Regions from separate parts of the Cyprinus carpio genome. Here region 1 is linked to region 2. The links are chromatin contacts, called in public Hi-C maps. All regions are on one chromosome and are shown on one strand. The core of a region is the stretch at or near the end of the contact, and the rest is flanking DNA. Distances in the headings are between cores, read along the strand shown.

The links. A called contact is a pair of places that touch in the nucleus more often than the background predicts.
Region 1: a contact with region 2 is called in a Hi-C map of liver, with 2.8 times the contacts expected there. The contact joins the enhancer-like site here to the promoter of LOC109094501 in region 2. A contact is called at or near these places in 3 of 8 Hi-C or Micro-C datasets (liver and red blood cells).

Annotation. Positions count from the first base shown.
Region 1 is chrA16:19,483,178-19,489,661 of ASM1834038v1, forward strand. It overlaps the pseudogene LOC109105457. Among protein-coding and RNA genes, the nearest start is that of tmem176l.3a, 8.1 kb to the right of the region's middle. Within about 2 kb of position 2,069, at least 1 of the 8 cell types and tissues checked has an H3K27ac peak or open chromatin away from gene starts, as enhancers often do.
Region 2 is chrA16:19,437,441-19,443,274 of ASM1834038v1, forward strand. It overlaps LOC109094501 (protein rapunzel-like), which reads left to right and starts at 4,382. Exons shown (of 2, transcript XM_042773162.1): 1 at 4,382-4,515; 2 at 5,292-5,834. The coding sequence starts at 5,294. LOC122148041 (a long non-coding RNA gene) reads right to left here and starts at 4,555. Exons shown (of 4, transcript XR_006162034.1): 1 at 4,133-4,555; 2 at 3,090-3,199. LOC122148040 (protein rapunzel) reads left to right here. Exons shown (of 3, transcript XM_042773167.1): 3 at 1-1,340. The coding sequence ends at 328.

The DNA of each region.
Region 1 (6,484 bases), core at 819-3,318, 43 kb after region 2:
GAAATGAAAAGTGTAAATTAGGTTTTGTGACCCATCAGATGTTCATTTTAACCTAAACAAAATCATCAAAATGCATCACATCTGTCATTGATGACATAAGACACTAGCAAATCAAATTCTATGAAAGTACATAAATAAAAAGTCCTCAACGCTACCTGCCACCCAAACAATAAAAGCAATATATGAGTCAACAGCTGAACACTTATTTATTATCAGGATATATGCTCTTCATAAATAAAAGAAAATGCAATTCAAACAATGACATGAATAGGCTTTTAAACTGTATTTTGATGCTTTTGTGCCTCTTGCTCAGGTGGTGTAAATAAAAGAAGAAGAAAAAAAACCATCTTATTAAAAACTTATAAAACCATTACAATAATAAAATGTTACTTTTTCTTAATATAGTTATTTTTTTTTTTAAAGTTATGGCTTTCAAATATGAATATTTAGCAAAAAAAAAAAAACAGTTACTACATGTGTGTGTACTATTTTCTCTTTCTTTTTTTTCTTAAATGATTAAGAGATGTACACTCACATTTTAGACATTTGAGTAACTGAATCAATTTTTTTTCAAAGAGATGACACTTCAAAAGTATTTGCACATGCATTTTACAGTATATTTCTCTCTTCTCATCCTCTCAAACATATCTGGTACTGACAAATTTAATTTATAGACTCATTACACATGTAATGGTTTAGAAACATGAGAATAAGCAGAATAAGACAAATTCTTACCACACCACCGATCCAGAAATCTGCAAGGTTGCCCCTTATCCAAGAGCTGTTAAGCAAAATCGCAAACACAATATTGATGACTCCAACTATTATCTGCATAGTCTATGGATAAAAAAAATAATAAAATAAAATAATTTGTTCATACACCTCAAAAATGAAAAATCAACTTAAAATGTCAGAAGTTTTCTAATGGAAGTATTAAAAAGACATTTGTTTAATTCACCCCAAGAGCAGTGTGGATGTTCGTCAGCTTCCCTTTCATATTCTGAGACACAGAACAGACTGGACTGCAGCACAGAAAACCCAGAATCTGACACAGTACGGGCCATCTGCTCTTTGGGTTCGAGGCGATGACCGTCAAACCCTCACCTTGAGACACTGTCAGAGACACGCTGCAGACTTCAGCCTTCCGACAGGTGATACAGGCCAAACGTCCCATCTAAAGACAAGCAAAGTACCATTCTAGTCGATCACAACCGATATAAACACATCAAGACGTTAAATCAAGCTTTAGAACAAAGCCAAAAAGCCTTGACACTGCTATTGCCAAGGACAAAAAGACACAGTTCAGTTAACAAATGATGACATAGCAGGGGGCATGTTGTCACAATAAGCCTTTAAGAATAAAGTGCCACAATGCAATTTACTGACACTTTTTAAAATACTGTGTTAAAAAGACATATTTCACTACATATTTTGTTAAAATATGATAAAATTCTGTCAACTGCAAAATAAAATTGGTAACCACTACTTTGTCCAATACATATATATATATATATATATATATATATATATATATATATAATATATATATATATATATATATATATATATATATATATATTCAGTTCTGACATTAAAAGCACATGTGACAATTTGCTAGAGACAAGAAGAATTTGGGTAATTAAATATACAGTACTTTTGAATTCAAATGGGACAACTTGGCCCAATCTCAATAGAAATCCCTCCCAAACATTCTAGAATAAATTTGACTATTGACATGGCGGAAGTTTTCCTTTCCACCAAAATAAAAAGAAATCTGTGTATAAACATCTACCAGTGACGTCAAATTTATACTTTTGCAGTATTACATATTTCAGAAGGCTTTTAAGAAAAAACTCAGACGTAATGTACCCTGTGACTAACAGTCCAGAGTTCAGTCAGATTTCAGGAAATTGTCAAACTTTAGGAGCAGAAAAGAACAATGATAGGCCCAAAACAACGGCGTCAGTTAATGAATCGTTCGTTTGATTCGGATATTTTCAAAGAATCTTCTGATCCAGTTCACAAAAAAACAGAATGCATTCAAAGATTCATTCACGAATCAGACTGAATCGGTTCGAGCGGTTCTCACAACAGTGACTCATTGAACCGTAAACCGTCTCCTTCAGACAGTCTGCCTAAAAAGTAAAGAACGATTCCTGCATATTATTTTAACAGACAAATAAACCTCTTTTAGCATTGTGAATACAAATTATATTTATGTTCTTATGCAATGCAGCATGATGATGATGACGCACCGCATTGCGAGATGACGCAAAGGAATCACTGAATCGATTTTGTGAACCGGTTCTTTAAAATGGTTCTTCAACTCGTTTTTCTGTCATAAGGCGGAGCAGTTTTGTTTTCCTGACACTGTTGTTAAATAGATATCCTTCTTGCTTATGCTGAACTCAGGTGTTCTAATCTACTGTTACATTAAAAGCACAATACAGGAAACAACAAACACTTTTACACTTGGGACAGCAGCTGACTTGTATGTGATACATGCCACCTGGTGGTAAAATCATGCAAACCTCTTCAGACATAATTTATGGCCCTTTATTTATTTTATTTATTTTTAATTATTATTATTATTATTATTATTATTATTATTATTATTATTATTATTATTATTAGATTGGCGCTTATCTTAATTTAGGTTAAAACAGAAGTTCGTTGATTTTCATGTCCCTAAAAAATATTAATAAAAAACAAGAAAAAGTAACAATTTAATAAGAGTTTTTTAACAGTAACAAAAATTTTGAAGAACCAAACAGTTGTTGGTCCCCACTGACTTCCATAGAGAAAGAAATACTATGGACGTCAATGTTTGATTACCAGCATTCTTCAAAATATCTTCTTTTATGTTCAGCATAAGACAGAAATTCATACATGTTTGATACGACATGAGGGTGAGTAAATGATGACAAAATTTTTGGGTGAACTATCCCTTTTAAACTATAAATGCAAACTACCAGATTTCACATTATTACAAATTAAAATTGTGAATTTTTAACATTGAAAATACACACATTCTAATTATCCCATCAAATCACATAAACAAGCAAATAAATAAACCAAATGATAGATTGAACTGAATTTCACATGACTCAGAAAATCACTTATGAGCAGATCATGCTAATTTCAGGTTTATTCAACTCAGCTGCTGTTGTCAAGACTACATGGTTTAAAAGTTAAAAGGAAAAGCATCCTAACCAGAAAAAAAACAGAAAAAAGTAGATATATAAATATAGACAAGAAGGCAGTGATGCTTTGTCATTAATAAAACAGAAAATACACACTTCTGTCCCACTAAAGTGTATACTTAATTAACAAATTAAAAATGACAGACTTATATGCCTACCTGTTTATTAAAATTGATGACCATTTGTATTAAATCAAAGCCTGGAAAGTCCATGGCTATAACCCCAAAACAAGACTCGATTTTTTTTTCATAAGTGTCTTTGAGATGATTATATAGCCAAAGGTTGATTTCTTTTGCCAAACTTTTTGGGGAGTTGTCTACCCTTAAATAAGGAAAGCCTGTGCCACTTGAATAGTTCAAAACAACATGATTAGTTTTACATGCTTCTATAGCCTCTTTCAGATGGTCAGTAATTTTATCTTTCTTTTTTTCCACATTTCCTACTTTATAGTCACCATGTTGATCAGTTTCATGTAGAGGGACACCCAGATGAAAGCTATTTTTTTGAACGAAAACAACCTTTCCTCTTACGTCTCTAATTCTTGGTATGTCTTTCCTTACCCAACTATTAGATTCATATTCAAGCTGGGATATAACATGATCTGGAAATTTGCTGCTATGCTTAAGTCTGACCAGCACTGTTTCGTTGAAGTCAGATAAAAATTCCTTTATTGTGTTGAAAGCATCAGAGAATGTTGTATGTTGGGAAATCGGTCCATGCACAACTTTCAGACCGTCCCCAGACACTCTCAGGTCAAAGTAGCGTATGCCGGCATTTAGCTGGTCCACTAGCGACCATGCCTGACATTTTGCTGCTGGTCCTCCATGAAGGGCCAAGCTGTCATGGGTACCAGGAATAGCGATGTCGGAAATAAACTTGTTATCATCCAGAGTTTTCATCCAGTCAATGGCATAATTTTCAGGGAGATTGAGTGTTTGCTCATCTACTCTTGTGCAGTCTGTGGAACAGAATAAGAATATCAGGTCAACGATTCTTGACATAAAAGTCAGATTTTCATATCATCATACATACAGACCTGTTGTTGGAGATTAGGATTTATTTAGACATTTATTTAGACATTATTTAGACAAAACAATACAGCTAGTCACCAAAAAAACTAAAGTCAGTGCAATCCCTTGTACAAAAAATAATAATGTAAGAAACAAATGTAAATGTGCAAGAAGCAAAGATAAGCCATATAGTGAAAAATAAATATAAAATGTATTTGAAATACATTAATTTCATGCTAAGTATACTACAAATACATTTGCAAATTTATGTACTTAATAAAAATTCCCTGACTTTTGGTATACTAAACTGGTATTCTGAAAGTCTGCTAAATTGGAACAACTCACTTTGTACTTAATGCACTTTAATTGTGCAGAACTAGTGCTGAAGTCCAAATAAAGATATTCTGAATACTTCAGGTACACTTTAAATATCTTGCATTTAAAGACCGATATTATTCAATGATCAAACAATCCTCAGCAATAGTGACATTAAAACACATTTTAGGCTTAATATTAAGAAATGTTCAATGTGCACAAATAAAGTTGAATTATAATTTTATATCAGTAAGTCTAGAGTAATATGTCAGTAAATATGTTAAAAGATTTGAACTATTTGAACTTGAAACTTTTTTGTTTTTACTAGGGAGACCACAGAAATGAAATAAAATAAAAATAGATTTAAAGTCCTCATTCAGCCCTTTGGTAGATCAGTAGTTTTCTTTTTGATTTCAAAGGCTTATAACCCCAATCTTTTTGGCAAATAAAAATAAAATGCATTAATTTAGTGATTTTCATACTCACAGCAGCATTAGGATGCACAGAAGTTTTCCAGGAGCTCCCATCCTCTTTATTGTCTAAGGTTAGCACAGAATAAAACAGTACAAATCTGCATTTATACAGTTTTTTTTTTTTTTTTTTTTACAAATATTACATTCTTTTGACAGATAAAATATAAACATTACTTTTATGCTTTTTAAATATTTGTTATGGATTTACATTTTTAAAGGTCAATTAAATTTATTTAAAAAAATTTAGCAGTTGTTACTGGTACAACAAAAAAGATAAAATAATACCTCCCACTTTTTGGTGGAAATCAAAGTGCTGATCACAGCAGTGTTTTTAGTTCTGGTACAGACAATTCCAGTCTGGGAGCTATAAGAACTCATTGGTATCATGTGATTGGCTATAAGCTTGATGTATATTTGCATATGAAATTGTTGATAAATATATTTGGACATTTAAGCAACACTTTTAATCAGTACATTTAAAGTGTCATTTATTTAAAAAAGCACAAGCTTTACAAGCAAAGTACTGCATAAAAATAAGTTTGCAAGGTTTTAAAGGATAAAACATGAAATCGATCAAATGTATTTGAACAACTATTGAATTACACGTAATGAATCCCTCAGCAAAACACAAAAAAAAAAATTCTAACCAAAAACAAAAAACTTTTAATTATGATGTTAATAATAATAATAATAATAATAACAATAATAATAATGATGTTAATAATAATAATAATAATAATAATAATAAACTTTAAGCAAATTTAAAGCAGCTTCTCAAGGCACTTTACACAGAAAACAAAGGAATAAAAACACAAAACATAGTATATTTCGTGTTTTTATTCCTTTTAACATACAAAGCAAAAACAATTAAAACAATCAAGTGAAAGCCAACCTAAAGAAGTATGTTTTAGATAAACTTTAAAAGTGCATAAATTCTGTGCATCCCTAAAAAAAAGAAAAGGAGTGTGTTTCAGAGTCTAAGAGCACAGGGTGAAAACGTCCTATCCCCTACAGTTTGCAAGCGTGTCTGTGGGACAACCACAAGGCCAGTGTGGGAGCAGCGCAAGTGATGCTTAGGAGCATATAAAGTTAAGAGGGCAGACAGATACTGAGGGGCCATTTATCCATTTAGAATATTTAGTGTGTTAAGTATTAGGGACCCTAGCAAGAAGTGCATTGCAGTAGTCCAAGTGAGAAAAAAACTAAAGGATTAATAACCCTTTCAGTTACAGGAAAATATAACATAGGGCAAAGTCTAGCAATATTTCAGGTGCTTTCACACTAGCACTTTTTGTGCGCACCCGGGTTCGACTGATGTCAGAGTTTTGTTCGTTTGGATGATGTGAAAGCTGTCTTCCGAACTCGGGTGCGGTTCAAAAACGTAAATATATAAAAGTGCTGAGAGCAATGTTATGCATTTGCCGCCTTCTCCTGCGCCTTCATTACTAAGCAACAGGGTAAACAGCTGCTGGCTTGAATACGC
Region 2 (5,834 bases), core at 3,132-5,631:
GCAACGCAAGAAGGATGATTTCGTAGAGAGTTTCATCAATGATAAAGATGACCAGAACATGTACACGCTTTACGAAGGCGTGATGGGGAAGCGCAAACTCTTCAGCCAGCCCATCCTAGACGTCTACATGAAGCATTCACAGGGTGACCAGCGCGTCATGGAAAACCTCTGCACTCGACTCGCGTACCTGTTCTGCATCGGTTTCATCGCTCTGATGGGCTACTACGGCATCCTGGGGGATGATCTGGAATCCCGAAACGAAGAGTGGGAAGAGAATATGAGGAACGTGCAGGAGAAAATGCAGGAGGTGCTGAGGAGATGCAAGTGATCGGGAAACCTTTCTGCACAACCACGCTCTTTATTGTCTTCGTGCTTTGCCTGTTTTCTCTTACTCTAATAGATTTCATCAACCTGCAGTAGTATCTTCCTGATGATCGCAGGTCATGCTGAAGTGTACACAATCATTTCCTCTAATCTAGTTGTTTTTTGTTTGTATTTTTAATCACACAATCACATTTCTTCATGCCTTGCACCAGTTTAACACTACATGACAAAGATATTTCACACTAATCTACAGAATGCTGGTTGTGGTTATATAAATATTATAAGCATTCGTAAGCAGTGTCATCTTGGAAATTGTTTTAAAAGCTTCAAGACTACATGATGAACAACTTGTTTCCTGAATAAATACAAAGTATATACAGTTATAAAATATAATCTATAAAATATAATCTATCTATCTATCTATCTATCTATCTATCTATCTATCTATCTATCTATCCATAAATGTTGCAAAATAAAGAGCATACAATTTACTATCTGTGCATACTAAGATTGAAATTTCTCTCTGAAATGTTCATGTTTATGCAGCTTTTTGGCACATTAGTTACAGATTTTAGTGTGCATTTAATTGTATCCTGTGTGTCTTAAATTTTTTTTTTAATGCCAATAGAACAGATTATCAGAGCGTATATTTTAATATGAGAGGTGAAATCTAAACTGAAGGTTATTTTTTGCATTCCTTTGGCCCTTTTGTTTTGCATAAATTAAAAGATAATACTTGATGTACAGTGCTACATGTTTAGTCTGACATGACTGAACTTCATCTAGATAATCGTGTTTGTTTCACATTCGTTTATCCATGAAGCACTGCAATATACATAAATGTAACTAAATGATGTGTTTGTGTGCTTTTTGAATGTCTCATGGATTGGAACACTATACCTTCCTAATCATTATTAAATTACTTTTTTTTTTTTAACTCTTTGGAATGCCAATGTACTTATAACGCTGTACAACATTGTTACATTTTTCAATAAAGACACAAGGAATGAAAATAACTATTACAAGTGGTTTTGACTTACAGACTTACACTAAAACTCATTATATACTGTATATTTAATACAATTAATCAGTAATTTAACCATATCTATTTATCTGTGTGTGTGTGTGTGTATATATATATATATATATATATATATATATATATATATATACAGTACAGACCAAAAGTTTGGAAACATTACTATTTTTAATGTTTTTGAAAGAAGTTTCTTCTGCTCATCAAGCCTGCATTTATTTGATCAAAAATAAAGGAAAACAATGTAATATTGTGATATATTATTACAATTAAAATAATTGTTTTTAAATTTATTATACTTTAAATTATCATTTATTTCAGTGATGCAAAGCTGAATTTTTAGGATCATTATCACATGATCCTTTAGAAATCATTCTAATATGATGATTCATTATCAAAGTTGGAAACAGTTCTGCTGCTTAATATTTTTTTTCAGAACGTGATACTTTTTAGGATACTTTGATGAATAAAAAGTAAAAAAAATAAAAAAAAATAAAAAGAAGCTATGTTTTTAAAATATAAATATTTTGTAATAACAATATACACTACTGGTCAGTAATTTGGGGTCAGTAATTTTTTTTCTTTCTTTTTTTTTTAAATAAAATCAATACTTTTATTCAGCAAGGATGTGTTAAATTGATAAAAAGTGAAAGTAAAGAAAATATATTATTAGAATATATATTATTAGAATTTTTTTTATTTATTTTGAATAAATGCAGTTCTTTTTAACCTTTTATTCATCAAATATATTAGACAGCAGAACTGTTTCCAACACTCATAATAAATCAGAATATTAGAATGATTTCTAAATGATCATGTGATAGACTGGATGTTACATGTGACACTGAAGGCTGGAGTAATGATGCTGAAAATTCAGCTTTGCATCACAGGAATAAATTATTTTTTTTAAGTGTATTCAAATAGAAAACTATTATTTTAAGTTGAAATAATATTTCACAATATTACTGTTTTTTTCTGTATTTTTGATCAAATAAATGCAGGCTTGATGAGCAGAAGAAACTTCTTTCAAAAACATTAAAAATAGTAATGTTTCCAAACTTTTGGTCTGTACTGTATATATATATATATATATATATATATATATATATATATATATATATATATATTATATATATATATATATGTACATACATATATATATATAAGCTTTAATTTAAATATATATTTATATTATAAATATACGCAAAAGGCTTACACATTGTTGATGTAAACCAATTACAGCAGCAGTAGGGACTTTTCTTGTTAGATGTTCTTCTGCCACTAGATGGCAGTAAAAGACCATAAATTGAGCTTAGCATTTAGACCTAAAAATATGAATACAAGCATACTGTTACTGCTTAATACATATTGTGTGAATAGCACCTACTAGTTTTAATATATGTAAAAACAGTATGTAATATGAGCCTATTATATTATATTGCATTTTTAAAAGTATTTCATTAATTTTGTGTATTTTTTTTCCTATGCGTCAAATAAAGCAGACATAGCCTAAGTTAATTTTAAAACCTCTTAAAAATTAGACCCTGGTAAAACATCTACTAGGCCTATGCTAAAATAAAAATTGTGTTGTTAGATTTTTTTTTTTTTACTTTTAATGAAAGTCAAAAACGACGAGACATTATTACTTTATCCTTATTTTCCTGTTGTATTAAACACTTCTATTTCATTTAAGAGAGCATAGCCTAAATATTAATAAGCTTTACTTTACCCTTTGAAGACAGATCTTCAGTCTTGTTCTGCGTCATTTCACGTCATCAGCCAGAAACGTTTGCAAAGACTCTAATGTCAAGTCTGAGAGGCAATCATATGGACACGATTCTGAAAGAAAAAAAAAGAAAGAAATGTTAAGGCTTTTCTGAAGGAGTTATGGTCCACAAGAAAAATAAAGAAAGAGCCAAAAGGGAAAAGAACACAGCAATGGTTTAGCATTTTACTTGAGGAAAAGGTTAGAGTAATTAATGAATTGGGAGGAATAGCTAGATAGATAACCTATAGCAGTTTATACAAAAAAATACACTTTCAGGTCAGCTGAATGTAGGCTATTTGTCAGTTTGGTTTTATTATGTTGATTAAATTATTATTGTGACAGAATTGACAAAAATGTCCTCATATAAGAGGGTTTATGTGATTAAAAGAGGGGGAATTAGACTTTAGACTCAAAACTTTATAGTAACTGAAATATATCAACTTTGCCATGTATGAACATCCCTGATCTCATCAATAAAATAATGAGAATCAGAATATGATGTAAAATAATGGGCCGGTATAATATTTTCATTAGTAATTTCTTTCGTACTAAACAGGAGGGTATAAGGCTGAAAACATTAAAATCCAAACACCTCTGCTGAGCCTCATGGGCATAAGTCATCATGTTCAGCTGTGTCAGCCGTCCATGACGCATTCAGACACAAGGTCACGCTGACTTATCTGACTTATTTTCAAACGCTTATTTGTGCATTGTTAGAAAATAAATGTACATCCACCACTTGATTTGCATATATGCGTAACAACGTTGCATGTGATTTCGTTTTTTTCTCTTTCTTTTTATTCGCGTATGATTTCATAATATATGTATTTGGACCCTCCTTCATCAGCACACGCTCAGAGAAAAGAAGATTAAGCACAGAATAGCTATTAATAAGATTTGGCCCTGGATGAAGGTGCCATATAATTTGTTATTTTGATATAATCTAACATAATACAATATAAAACTCATTAAGCACTTAAATACATTAGGATTGGGTAAAATACCTGCCATCCCTGTGTGGAAAATAGCTGCGCATGTTTCTTGTGATCCACTGGAGCTGCTCCATGTTACGCATTGCGCGCAATTTTCTTCTTGATGAACAAACACAACGCGGTATTTCTGTCTAAATACAGTTCAGAACACTTCTGTCTGTTGTCATATTATGAATAAAACGCAAGGTGTAGCCAAGCACGTCAAAAATGAGACATTTATCCGGCCATTGCCAAAGGCTTTCCAAACCAAAAACGCATTCTCAGAGCGCGCAACTCCCTCTATGTCGCGCGTGCGCGCGCGCTGCTTCTCTGTTCATTTCAGACTCACTCAGAATCAGATCATCACAAATATCCTCCTCGAGCTAATACCTGAGGGAAACCTACATTTCGGACAGGTAATCCGGACAGCAGCTCTTCAACCTGCTAGACGTGAGAAACCTGTTTGAAATATGTTCTGCTGGGTTAAATTGCTGTGATGGACATGTAGGACACTTTAGAGGGAGACTGCGCTTTAAAACGCTTTTCGAGGTGTGTCCTTTACGGAACAGAAGATGGCTCATTCAGTGGTGCCATATCTACGCAACACGATTTTAAGCTCAAGTCGTTTTATTTCTGTACTGAATGTGATTATTTAGAGATTTCAGATGTGCCTGGACTTGGTTTAACACGATTTTTCTCATTAACATGCATGCAAATTTAAAATGGAAGAAAATGCTGATGGCACACTTGGCTATCGTGTAAAATTAGCAACGTGAAGACAGCTTCATTCGGCTGTGATGGAAACACGTGTAATCACTTAGGTTTTATAATGACATTGGCTTACATAGGCTATTTACATCAAAAATATTATTATAATAAATCAGATCGCATGCACTTCAGCTTTTTTGTCTCGCACACCTGTATTTTCTTTTCTGATTGTTTTTTATTATTATTTATTTACAACTTCAGTCTCAACAATGAGAAGACAGAACATATGGAGACGTTCAGTTTTCTTAAGCAAAAAGTATTCTGAGATTATGAAGGAACAACCTCTGAGCAACTGAATTGCTTTTTCAACTTTTATTTCATATTATGCAGCTTTAATTGACCCATTGAGTAAAGTGATTTTTGATTTTAATACTACAAGAAACTAAGGCATCTTATTATTATTATTATTATTGTTTGTTTTTAGAAATGTCCAGTCCATTAGAGCGGGTTGTAGCCCAGAAGAAGGAGGCCATTGAAGCCGTAATGGAGATGTTTGAGAGAGGAGCAGAGGTGCTAGCCAGCACTGTTGGGGAGCTGTGTCCTCTTTTTGAAGCTTCTGCACCAGTTTTGAGGCTGGTCTTGGACAACGTGGAAAGCAAGGAGGTCACATATGTCAAAGATCAGTTTCTAGTTGTGAGGAGCAAATTGGATGTCCTCTCATCTCAAATAGAGGACATCAACTGTGAGATTAAAAAGGGACGTTTGGATTCTCAGTTCTTCACCGTGGAGGAAAATATATGCAGCCAGTTTAGAAAATACATAGACATTCTGGAGGCCAAACCTGAGTACAAAGAGATCAGAAAACGCTTGTTCTTGCAGCATTTTCCCAAAACAAGAGGAGAGAAGAATCTCTACATGCTTTATGATGCCGTGATGGGGAACAGCATGTTTGGGGAGCCAATCCTGGATGTTGTGGAACAATACGAGGCCAGAAACAGAAGGGTCCTGGAAGACTTCTGCGTCAGGC